2 separate regions of the Sus scrofa genome follow, and region 2 is linked to region 1. A link is a contact called in public Hi-C data. All regions are on one chromosome and are shown on one strand. The core of a region is the stretch at or near the end of the contact, and the rest is flanking DNA. Distances in the headings are between cores, read along the strand shown.

Region 1 (5,530 bases), core at 875-3,374:
GGACAACCTGAATACTCCTATGCAGCTGCCTTACTCCTAATCAGTCTTTGGTTCATTAGACAACTACATGGAAAGCACTGTACTAGGTGCTACAGGAGATGCTAAGAACTTGCTCTTTTTATCAAGGAACATAATTTCCAGTAAGAAAAATATGCACACAAAGAGTATACATTACAAAGTGATAAGTTCTGTAAGAAAAGTATTGAAAAATTGCTAAGTGAATTCACAAGAGGAAATGTTTCAGTTTGATTAAGTAAAGAAAATTTCATGAAGGAGGAAACACTTGAGGAGTGGCTTGGAAGATGGAATTTGGATGTGCAGAAAGAGAAGAAAGCATATTTCAGAGGGGAGAGTGTAGATAAAAGCAGAAAGAAGTGAAAGTGTGCTACACACACGGAAACATTGGATGCTTAAGTTGAGCAAAGTAATGTACTGATTCTGAATCCTGCCTTGGACTCCTGAAGGACTATGAAGCTGTTACAGTGCTTTTCCAAAATACTGGCAAAATATAAAAAGACTGACAAATGTCTTAAACACATATTACAACTAATTTAAAAACACATTAGTGCTTTTGATTAATATAACATAAATTCCTTCAAAAACGCTACTGAATTCATAATAGAACACTGTTATATACTTTCTAAATCAATAAATACCAAGTGTAGAACTACTATGATGAGCTAGTCTAAGAAAGTTTGCAGTGTTAATAAAAGGAATCCCGTGTTCAAAAGGCTGATGAATTCTGTAGTTACACAAACCCTTATCTGAATTCCATCGCTACCAATAATTATTGTATGGTATTAGACAAATCTTTCAAGTTTGTTTCTTCATCTCTGTAGCAGGAATTATAAAACCAACCTTACTTGTTCTGATAGAGAAAATCATGGCATGTTTTAGGCATTCAGAAAATGCTAAGTATTACAAAATGAAAAGCTGAGGTTAAATCAGAGTCCACCTTGAATGTCAAGCTAAGGAGCTGGTACTTTTTCAGGCTAGATAGTTACTGCAGGTGAGAGGGATTGGACCTGGGACCCTTTGTTGCAGTGCTTATACCTGGACAAAACTTCTCCCCAAACATTTCCTGAGCAACAAACTACAAAGAAACTATAAGGGACTAAAAACAACTGTGCCTCTACCGCTGGGGCAAATTGTAAAAAAAACAATAAACAAAAAGACCAAAAACCCAACTGCCACCTCTGAGGTAAAGGGAGCAAAAGCAGGTTATTGTGCAAGACGGCTACACAAAGCACCACTAAAGGGATGGGAAGACCACGTGAGCCATCCTTCTGGCCAGACTCATGTATTCACCCCTATCCTCATCACATTTAAGGAACCAGCTTGCCCTGTGCACCCCAGGGAGCATGCAAGGAAACCTGTTTCTTGTTTTCCCTCTCTGGTGCACTATAGCACAGCCCCAGTAAAGTCATGCCCGAATTTCTTATCTGGCCTCTTAGCAATTTCTACTGAGTGAGGAGTCCAGGAACCCAGGTTGGAAACACAGGATTTTTGTCCAAGTGGCAGAAAAATCAAGGAGGGAAAAGAGTCTGAAAGATATTGCAGTTGTCCAAGTGAGGCAAAAAAAAAGCACTCGCAGTGAATTTCTGGAATATTTCGGACTATAAACTATAGGATTCCGAATTTCCTGGGTATGAAGAATGAGATTAAAGCCCACTATTTTGATCTAGTTGGTGCTGTTTACAACAACAGAAGACCAATGCCCTAACCTGGGAAATTCCATAAGTCGTAGCTACGGCCCTTAAAAAAAAAAAAAAAAAGGCAAAGACAGAGGTGACGTTCAGTTTCATATTTTGAGCTTAGCACCCAAAATTATCCTGGCTGAAAATGCATAAACAAAGCTTCAAATATGATCTGAGTTGAAACAAAGTTCTGGAAATTTTGTTCATTCTCTTAAATCCTAAGTTTTAAAAAACTTTTTCTTACGACATCATAATTCACTCCGGGACACCTTATACGTTACAGGGTTCTGCGAAACGACGCTGAAAACTGCCAAGTTCCTTCTGGACCCAGGATACCGCGCGCCGGTGCGGTCACTGTGACGTGCGGCGCGAGTCTGCGTTTTGGGGGACGTCGTGCGCTGTTACCAGGGAGACGCAAGGGGCGGGGCGACTGCCGCCAAGGCCTCCGGCTCCTGCCGGTCGCGCCCTCTCACGCCCCCTCGTGGTTGCTGGCGTGTGGGCCACAGCCTATGGCTTTGCAGCTCCGCCGAGAGTCGCTCTAGCTCTGGCGTCAGCCTCCAACTGCGCGGGCGCCCAACGCGCTGACTCGCCAAGCGCCAGGCTAGAGGCGACGCCTCGAGGTGAAATCGAGGAGGTGCAGGAGGGGAACTCTACGTGGGCCCCGCTGTCCGGGAGAAGCCTGAGGCTTTGAGCCGCGCGGGGGCAGAGATGGCGGAGGAGTGGGAAGGCGATTTTGCGAAGTCATGTGCACGCCTTGAAGCAGCAGCGACTGCAGACACCTCGGGGTCTCCAGCGGGGACCACCACGGTCGCCGCAGAGTCATCGGAGCGCGAGGGCTACAGTAGAAAGTGCGTGTTCTGCCGGATCGCGGGGCAGCAGGAACCCGGCACGGAACTCCTGTACTGTGAGGTGGGCGGCAACGCGCGACTGGGCGTGGGTGGGGGCCTGATCGCTCCTGGGGACTCCGCCAGGAGGGCCTCGATGGGGGGGATCGGGTGGGAGGGTCCTATGTAAATGAAGCGGGGGGCGCCCGGGTGTTCTAGTGTTCGCGACGGAGTTGCTTCTCTAGGGGCGGGGAGGGTCACCTGCGGCCTCTTTGCTGTTCTTAGGGGAGAACATGTAGTGATAATTGGTAGAAAATAGCACGTATGGCCTCATTTTATTAAAGGGTTCTCTCCCTCCCAGTCTCTCCTTTTTAGATATTGCTTTTACGTTATGCACTCTTAATACTGATACTGAAGATAAAACTAGTAGAAAATAGATAATGGTAATCGTGAAAAGTCTGTTAGATTGATTGAAAATAGGCTGGCAGGAGCGGGTCCACTATTAGTACGAACTGCTACTTAGTAATGATTTCCACTAAAGGGTCCAGTGCTTTAGAAGTGTTATTAATTGGAATGTATGGACATTTTCAGAGCATTAAGACTTTACCCAGGTATTTTATGTATGTATGTATGTATTTATTTATTTAGTCTTTTCGACTTTTCTAGGGCCGCTCCCGCTGCATATGGAGGTTCCCAGGCTAGGGGTCTAATCAGAGCTGTAGCTGCCAAGCCTATGCCAGAGCCACAGCAACACGGGATCAGAGCCGTGTCTGCGACCTACACCACAGCTCATGGTAACGCCGGATCCTTAACCCACTGAGCAAGGCTAGGGATGGAACCCGCAACCTCATGGTTCCTAGTCAGATTCGTTAACCACTGTGCCACGATGGGAACTCCCCAAATATTTTAAAACACATATCTGTTAGTCACTTTCTTCTACCAACTCTGCTTACCTTTGAAGAAACAGTCTTTTGAGAGAATCAGCTCCAGAGTCTGGTCTTGTTTTGTTTTTGAAGTAAACATTCATTCACTTGTTTTTGTTTTATTTTATCCTTTTTTTTTTTTTTTTTTTTTGGCCATGGCATAGCACTCGGAAGTTCCCAGGTCAGGATAAACCCAAGGTTGCGGTGACAACACTGAGTCCTTAACTGCTAGTCCACCAGAGAACTCCCATTCACTTGTTAAAAGTAAATTGAATTCCTTCCAAGCACTGTTGGAGATTCAGTGGTGAGCAAGGTAAAGGATAGTCCCTGTCTAGATTTTATAATCTAAAGGGTGGAATGAATACAGACAGAGGAGGCAGCTGATTCCAGTGCCCTGTGCTGTGGTGAAATAGTTTTACCACCTGTACTATTTTGCAAGGCTCCCCTGTGGAGGGGTACCTGACCCAGATTTGAAGGGTTGGGGAAGGTTTTCCAGAGGAAGTGAGGCATGAAAAAATAAATAGGTATTGGCCAGGTGAGGAGGAGGAGAGAAGTTCCCTCTAAGAGGACCTCAAGTGGTTTGGTTTCTGCTATAGGAGAACAGAAAGAAATTCAGTCTAACTGGAGCATAAAGTTTGCGGGGATGAGTCATGAAAGACGAGGCTGGAGAGGTAGGCAAGGGGCCATATTATTAAGGATATTGTAATTCATGTTAAGGAGTTTTGGCTTTATTTGAAGAGTGAAGAGAAGCTCTACAGTAGAATGTTTAATGCTACCATTCATGCTGGGTGGGAAGGAAGAGGATGAGGAGTTACAAGAAAGGGATTGCTCTTTGAAAGATCATCTGGCACTATTGTGGAGAATGATTTGGAGAGGACCAATCTGAAGGCATGGAGTTTGGTTATGAGGCTTTTCAAGTAATCCACCTTGATGACGGCCTGAAATAAAGAATAATAATAGAATGTAGTGGGATGAAGAAAAGGGCATCAATTTAAGGATATTTAGGAGTCTGACACTGGCAAGATCTGCATTTCCAGCCTAGACTATAGGAACTGCCAGTTTATAGATTGAAATTGAAAAGAGGAGAATTAATGAGACCACCTAGGAGTATATGTGGAGTAAGATGTGAAAGGACCCCTACACTGAACTCTAAAGAACACTAGCAACATAAGAGAGAGGCAGAGGATCTGAAAAGGGGACGAAGAAATAGAGGGGAAACTATGTCAAGAAGATAGGAATTGGTAACTGTTTGAGCCTTCCCAAATCCTCCAATCAGGGTTAGGTAGCTCTCCACTCTGCTTACAGAGAGGCCAAGCTAGATTAGAACTGGTTTTGTCCCCAGAATGATGGTCACTGACCTTTAGGAAAGCAGTTGTGGTGCAATCATGAGCAGAAAGCAGATTGTAGTTGATAAGAACTTGGAGGATGAAAAATTGAAGGCAGCAAATATAGACAACTTTTGAAGGAAGTTTAGCACTCTTGGGGAGAAGGGAAGTGGAGTGTTAACTATAGGACGAAGTGGGTTAAGAGAAAGCGTTTAAAAACAGTGAAAACTGGTGTGTTTAAATGCTGATGGGAAGGTGCCAATGGAGAGAGGTTTAAAATGGTTCAGGGTGGTAGAGCTTTGTCCCTGGGAAAGAGGAAACCCAGCCACTCATCCATTATTCAATATTTGAATAGGTGCCTTTTGTGTACCAGGCACTGTTGGAGACACTGGGACACAGCAGTAAATAAAATGTGCAGAAATCCCTGTCCTCATGGAGCTTACATTCTACTTACAGGAAATAGATAACAAATGAAACACATAATAAGTGAAATTCGTAGTTTATTAGATGGTGAACAATAAAAATGGGAGGAATTCCCATCATGGCTCAGTGGTTAACAAACCAGACTAGTATCCATGAAGATGCAGTTTCAACCCCTGGCCCCACTCAGGGAGTTAAGGATCCCGCATTGTTGTGAGCTGTGTAGGTTGCAGACGTGGCTCCGATCCCGTGTTGCTGTGGCTCTGGCGTAGGCTTGGCAGCTATAGCTCCGATTCAACCCCTAGCCTGGGGACCTCCATATGCGGTGGGTGCAGGCCTAA
Region 2 (5,530 bases), core at 2,006-4,505, 89 kb before region 1:
AAAAAAAAGAAAAGAAAAAAAAGGAAAAAAAAGAAAAACTTTTTTAAAATGTTGCCTACAAAGGAGCAAAGAAGAGAGGCACAGACTCCTCCACAGTAGTGAAAACCAGAGGAATTAAACCTTCAGAATTGTGAAGAAAGTTGCTTTTCAGGCTCAAAAGAGAACAAGAGATATCCTCAGACATACTAAGGTCTCAGAAAACATACTGTTTGTGTCATAGCTCTCCTAAAACAGTTAGTGAGAGGAAGGGATATTCTTTTCTGAGATACATGTCAAAATGTAGTCCTCAAGAATGAAAAAATTGGACTGCCTTGGTGGCACAGCAGGTTAAGGATCTAGGATTGTCTCTGCTGTGGTACAGGTTCATTCCCTGGCCTGAGAACTTCCACAAGCTGCAGCTGCCAAAAAGAAAAAAAAAAAAAGAGAGACAGAGGGAAAATGTCATTTTATGGAAGAAGTGGCGGTCAGCATTGCAACTAGTTAAACACGAAGTGAAAAATACATAAATATGGTTATAAGCATGAATATAAAAAGGCATCGTAATTCTTTTCTTCCAGCTTTATTTATTGAGATAAAATGGACATAACGTTGTATAAGGCTAAGGTATACAGCAATTTGATACATGGATATGTTGCAACATAATTACCACCATAACATTAGCTAGCACCTTCTGGTCACACAATTCCATTTCTTCTGTGTGGTGAGAACAGTTAAGATCTACTCTCTTAGCAACTTTTCCATTTCCCTCACACCTTCACAGCCCCTGGCCACCTGGCTGAGTGTCACTTAAGGGACCTAAAGGGAACCCCCTCCTTTTCTTCTCACAACTCCAACCCTCCCGTTAACACAGTATGTTGTAATCCATTTTAGTCACGGAACCCAGCAGCTGTGTCTACTGCTGTCCTGTGAGTTCCGAGTCTAGTCCTGTTATGATCATAGTCGTGGCATCATGCAAATCTCATTTCCTATCCAGCTTGTCAGAATGTGAGATCACATTTGTATTATGAGAAATCTCTGTAAAAGAAACACCCAAATGTGGTTTGGGCTGAGGGGAGGACAACAGATTAGACTAAATAAGGTGAGTGATTTTTCAGTTTGAGTGAGTTTGAAAAATCAAATTAAAAGAATCTATATGTGTATGTGTAACTGGGTCACCATGCTGTACAGTAGAAAATTGACAGAACACTGTAAACCAGCTATAATGAAAAAAACAAAAATCATTATATAAAATAAATAAATAAATACTTAGCCTACCAAAAAAAAAAAAAAAAGAAAGAAAAAAAGAAAAATCAAATTAGAAGTGAACTGGGGAGTGTGCAAGGGAAAAACACTCTTAATATATTGCTAGTGGGAGAGTAATGTGGTTGAATTTTTTTTTTTTAGAAGGCATTTTGGCCATTTTTATCCAGAGCTTTACTTTTGCATGCCCTTTGACCCAACAATTCTGTTTGCAGAAACTTACCCTAAGGAAATGATCATGAGCATAATAGATTTGACTGCAGTGACTATCACTTCATTGTTTAAAATACTGGGAAAGTAAAAATAACATAAATAACTTAAAATGGAATACTCTGTGCCTCTTTTTAATGACGGAGGAACACAGTCAATCACGTGGGAAATTTTGTAGAAAAGCAGTTTGGCAGTAGTGTACAGATCATGACTCTGTTTTTGTTTAAAAGAAGTGAGCTACTGGAGGTGTATTTACCAGAATGCAACATTGGTTCTCTCTCAATGTGGATAAAATGGGTGATTGATATTTTCTTCTTTTGTTCAACTGGTTTTTTTGTTTGTTTGTTTGTTTGTTTGTTTTTCGGTCTTTTTAGGGTGGCACTCACAGCATATGGACGTTCCCAGACTAGGGGCTGAATCGGAGTTGCAGCTGCCAGCCACAGCCTCAGCCACAGCAATGCGGGATCCCAGCCATGTCTACAACCTACACCACAGTTCATGGCAACAGCATCCTTAACCCACTGAGCAAGGCCGGGGTCGAACCCATGTTCTCAGGAGTCCTTCCTAGTCAGGTTTGTTACTGCTGAGCCATGGCGAGAACTCCTGTTCAACTGTATTTTAAGATGATTATATATAGGGTTTGTTTGTTTGGTTTTTTTTGGTTTTTTTTTTTTTCCCCTTTTTAGGGCCACACCTATAGCATTTGGAGATTCCCATACTGGGGACTGAACTCGAGCTACAGCTGTTGGCCTATACCACAGCTTACAGCAACACTGGATCCTTTACCCACTGAGCAAGGTCAGGGATCAAACCCGCAACCTCACAGTTACTAGTTGGATTCATTTCCACTGTGCCACAATGGGAACTCTGACCATATATAGTTTTGATTCATATAGAATTATTTTTCATAGTTCCTCAACTTTCTCCTAAAGTTTAAATTTACTCAATTAAGCCCTAGATCCATTTATAAAAAAGAAAAACAAAAGCCATTTTGAAAGAGTTTTCAGAAGGTGGGAAAGAGCTTGGGAAGGAGAGGAGAAGCAGTATCCAGGCTTGAGGAAAAGCAGAAAGGTTCTGTTCTGGGTGAATATCTCCTGTGGACTAGATGCTTTATTTCATTAATTTCCTTCTCATCATGATCTACTGCAGGCAGCAGTAGCCTCCTTTACAAGTGAGAACACCTAGAAGCTGAAAAGCCTGCAAGAGGTCCCACCGAGGGCCAGCATGAAGTAGGGTTCAAGCCCAGCTGTGTGGTACCAAAGCCCAAGTGAAGCCTCCCACATCAGTCTGTTTCCCCTGAATCAACTCTGAGAGAAAATTAAGGCAAAAAGTTAGTAAATAAGATTGTAATGTTTTTTCCACTGCCCCAAGAACATGGTTGGATCTTAGTAAGGAAGAAAAAGTTAGCTATACACGGAATTTCCTTTTCCCCGGAGCTGTAGTAACTGATGATAAGGTTGAAAGTTCTCTCTGGGCTTAACCTCTTGACCTTGTCACATATGTAGTTACATTCAGAACACTCACTGTTCTTACAGTGACATCAAATGTCGATGGAACAACCAAAATAACCTGGTTCTTCGGAGTCAGAGTGAGACTAGTTTATTCATTCCACAAAAAATTGAGGGCTTGCTCAGAGCCGAGGCAGGTACTGAGCTCTGAGGTAAGAACGTTCTGTGGTGGGCAACTCCTCTGCCCTTCTCCCAGTTGAGGTTTTGCTTCTGTGTGACTAATTTTGGTCAAAGACTGTCGTGCCTGTGTAGTGCTTAAAGGAAGGAAAATAATCCCTGGTTTCCCTTTGTGTCAACAGAGGATGAAATATAGAGTTCCCCAGAGTAGAGGGTTTTTCCTCACAGTCCTGCCCCCTCTACGCTCAGGAGAGGAAGGCTCTTCATGACGTAGCTATTTAAAATTTTATTGTTAACAGTGATTCAGGTATTTTAGAAGTTATGCTTAGAATACTAAATAATAATATTTAATATTTTAGTTGCATTGCATGGGTATAATCACCAGTAAGGTAGATGTTACTTCTTTAGTTCCTACCTTTTTTTCTTTCTTTCTTTCTTTTCTTTTTTGTCTTTTTAGGCCTGAACCCACAGCATATGGAAGTTCCCAGGCTAGGGGTTGAATCAGAGCTGCAGCTGCTGGCCTACGCCAGAGCCACAGCAATGCCAGATCCGAGCTGTGTCTGCAGCCTACACCTCGGCTCACAGCAATGCCGGATCCTTAACCCACTGAAGGAGGCCAGGAAGAGAACCTGCATCCTAGTGGATACTAGTTGGATACTTAACCCACTGAGCCACAACAGGTTTCTTCAAAGACATTTATGACTTTACTTATTACTATTAAATCTTTGATCCATCTGCATTGATTTGAGAGTGATCTGGGTTTTTCTCCAGATGTAAGCTAGTTCACCAACATCACTTCGTAATAATCCTTAAGGTTGCCTGAGCCCTTTCTTCACACACGGCAGAGAGCTTTACATAATCTCACCCTTACACTGACCCTCTGTGGGAGTCCAGTTAGCATTCCCGTTTTACGCCCTGGGAAACTGTCTCTGATTAAGTACAGTCGCTTGTCCAAGGTCACACTGTGAGCCAGGGACAGAGGGAGACTCTGCCTGATGCCAGAGCCTCCTCTGTAACGTGGAGTTAAGACATTTATGTGAAAACTCAGCCTTTTCTTTCTGCTTTATAGAGGCACTTTTATTTTACACGAAATTCTTTCAATACAACTCTATTTTTAGTATTTCACCATAATATTTTAATTGCTGTGGCTTTATAATCATGTGTTTTAGCATCAATACAGTATACCTATCCTCATCCCTCATTTCTCTTCCAAAAATAATTTTGGAGAGTCTTATGTATTTAATGCTTCTGGGTAAACCTGGTTTTCAACTTGACATGTTTCCCCTCTCCAAAATGTTTTTTATCTTGTGACCTAGATTGCATTTAATTTAAAAATTAATTTGAAGAGAAAGTGAAATATTCACAGGAATGAGATTTCCTATTTAGGAATATTGTGTATATACCACCATTTAGTCAAGCTTCCATCTATAGACTTCAGAGAACCTTTACAAATTCCTTTATGTATCTCTTGCCATTATCGCTGTATTCACTCCTAGGTATTTTCTAGTTTGATACCATTGTGCCTGGGACTTTTCCAAATACATTTCTATCATATGCATAAAAGACAAATCTGGCCACCTTACTGAACCGCTTTATGATTTCTGAAGGTTTTTATGATGTTTGCTCTTTAGGTAGATAATTCATCTGCTAATAATTAGATTTTCATTTCTTTCTTTCCAGTAGTCAAAACTCTTTTATGTGTTGCTTTTTTGACTAGAGATTCCAGAACAAAGTTGAGTATAAACTTGGTGGTAGGAATTCCTGCATTTATTTTGGTTAGTGTTTTACTTTTTATATTTCTGTTACAAGAATTCATCTCCATTTACTCAGGTATACTTTTGGAGCATTTAGAAGCGTGCTTATAGTGCTTATAATTTCTAGAGGCCATCAGGGAACAAGTGGGTGCCTGGTGTCCTTTCTGCACACGTGTTGCCTTACAGAAAGAAAAGGTGGCCTCCTGAAAATGGCAGGGGTCCCCTCTTCCTCCTCCGGGTTTCCAAGCTGTCTCCTTATGTTTGAAGTGTTTCTGCTTTCATCTCCACTACAGAGTTTATTTTTATGACCTTAAATACTTGTGGTTTAGCCTTGCATCACATTAGGTTAGCCTCTTTGTTGTAGTTTAGTGGAATGGGAGATATTATGCCCAGAAGCCTTAAAAGCTTCGCTGGAAGTGCTCTCAGGCACTTGTCTTCACAGAACAACAGGAATAAAAAGAATGGGTGGAGCCAGTGCTTGTGGGTCTCTCTTCCACTGCACACCCTGCAATCCTTCTTCTCTAAGGCAGGGGTGGGGGCCTCACTAGTGCTTTAGTTTAGGCTGCGTTTAGATGATGAACGAGCCCCTGCAGTCCTGGAAGTGATATCATGAACTCATTCAGTTTTTGCTCTTATGAGGAAATTTCTTTTGATATACACTCTTTAGGAACCCACTGCTTGTTCAGAAGCATATTTCTAATG

Evidence for each region. Hi-C and Micro-C count contacts between places; a contact is called where the count stands out from the background.
Region 2: a contact with region 1 is called in a Hi-C map of alveolar macrophages, with 3 times the contacts expected there. The contact joins the enhancer-like site here to the promoter of HINT3 in region 1. A contact is called at or near these places in 1 of 5 promoter capture datasets (liver), 15 of 47 Hi-C or Micro-C datasets (alveolar macrophages, brain, embryonic fibroblasts and 8 more) and 2 of 2 datasets of contacts at active chromatin or transcription factors (alveolar macrophages and skeletal muscle).

The regions. Positions count from the first base shown.
Region 1 is chr1:37,020,797-37,026,326 of Sscrofa11.1, reverse strand. HINT3 (histidine triad nucleotide-binding protein 3) reads left to right here and starts at 2,124. Exons shown (of 5, transcript XM_001928728.4): 1 at 2,124-2,606. The coding sequence starts at 2,406.
Region 2 is chr1:37,110,781-37,116,310 of Sscrofa11.1, reverse strand. The region is part of intron 3 of NCOA7 (nuclear receptor coactivator 7); the gene reads left to right. Among named protein-coding and RNA genes, the nearest start is that of NCOA7, 81 kb to the left of the region's middle. Within about 2 kb of position 3,255, at least 4 of the 83 cell types and tissues checked have an H3K27ac peak or open chromatin away from gene starts, as enhancers often do. A contact at or near this core is called in alveolar macrophages, where this site is marked.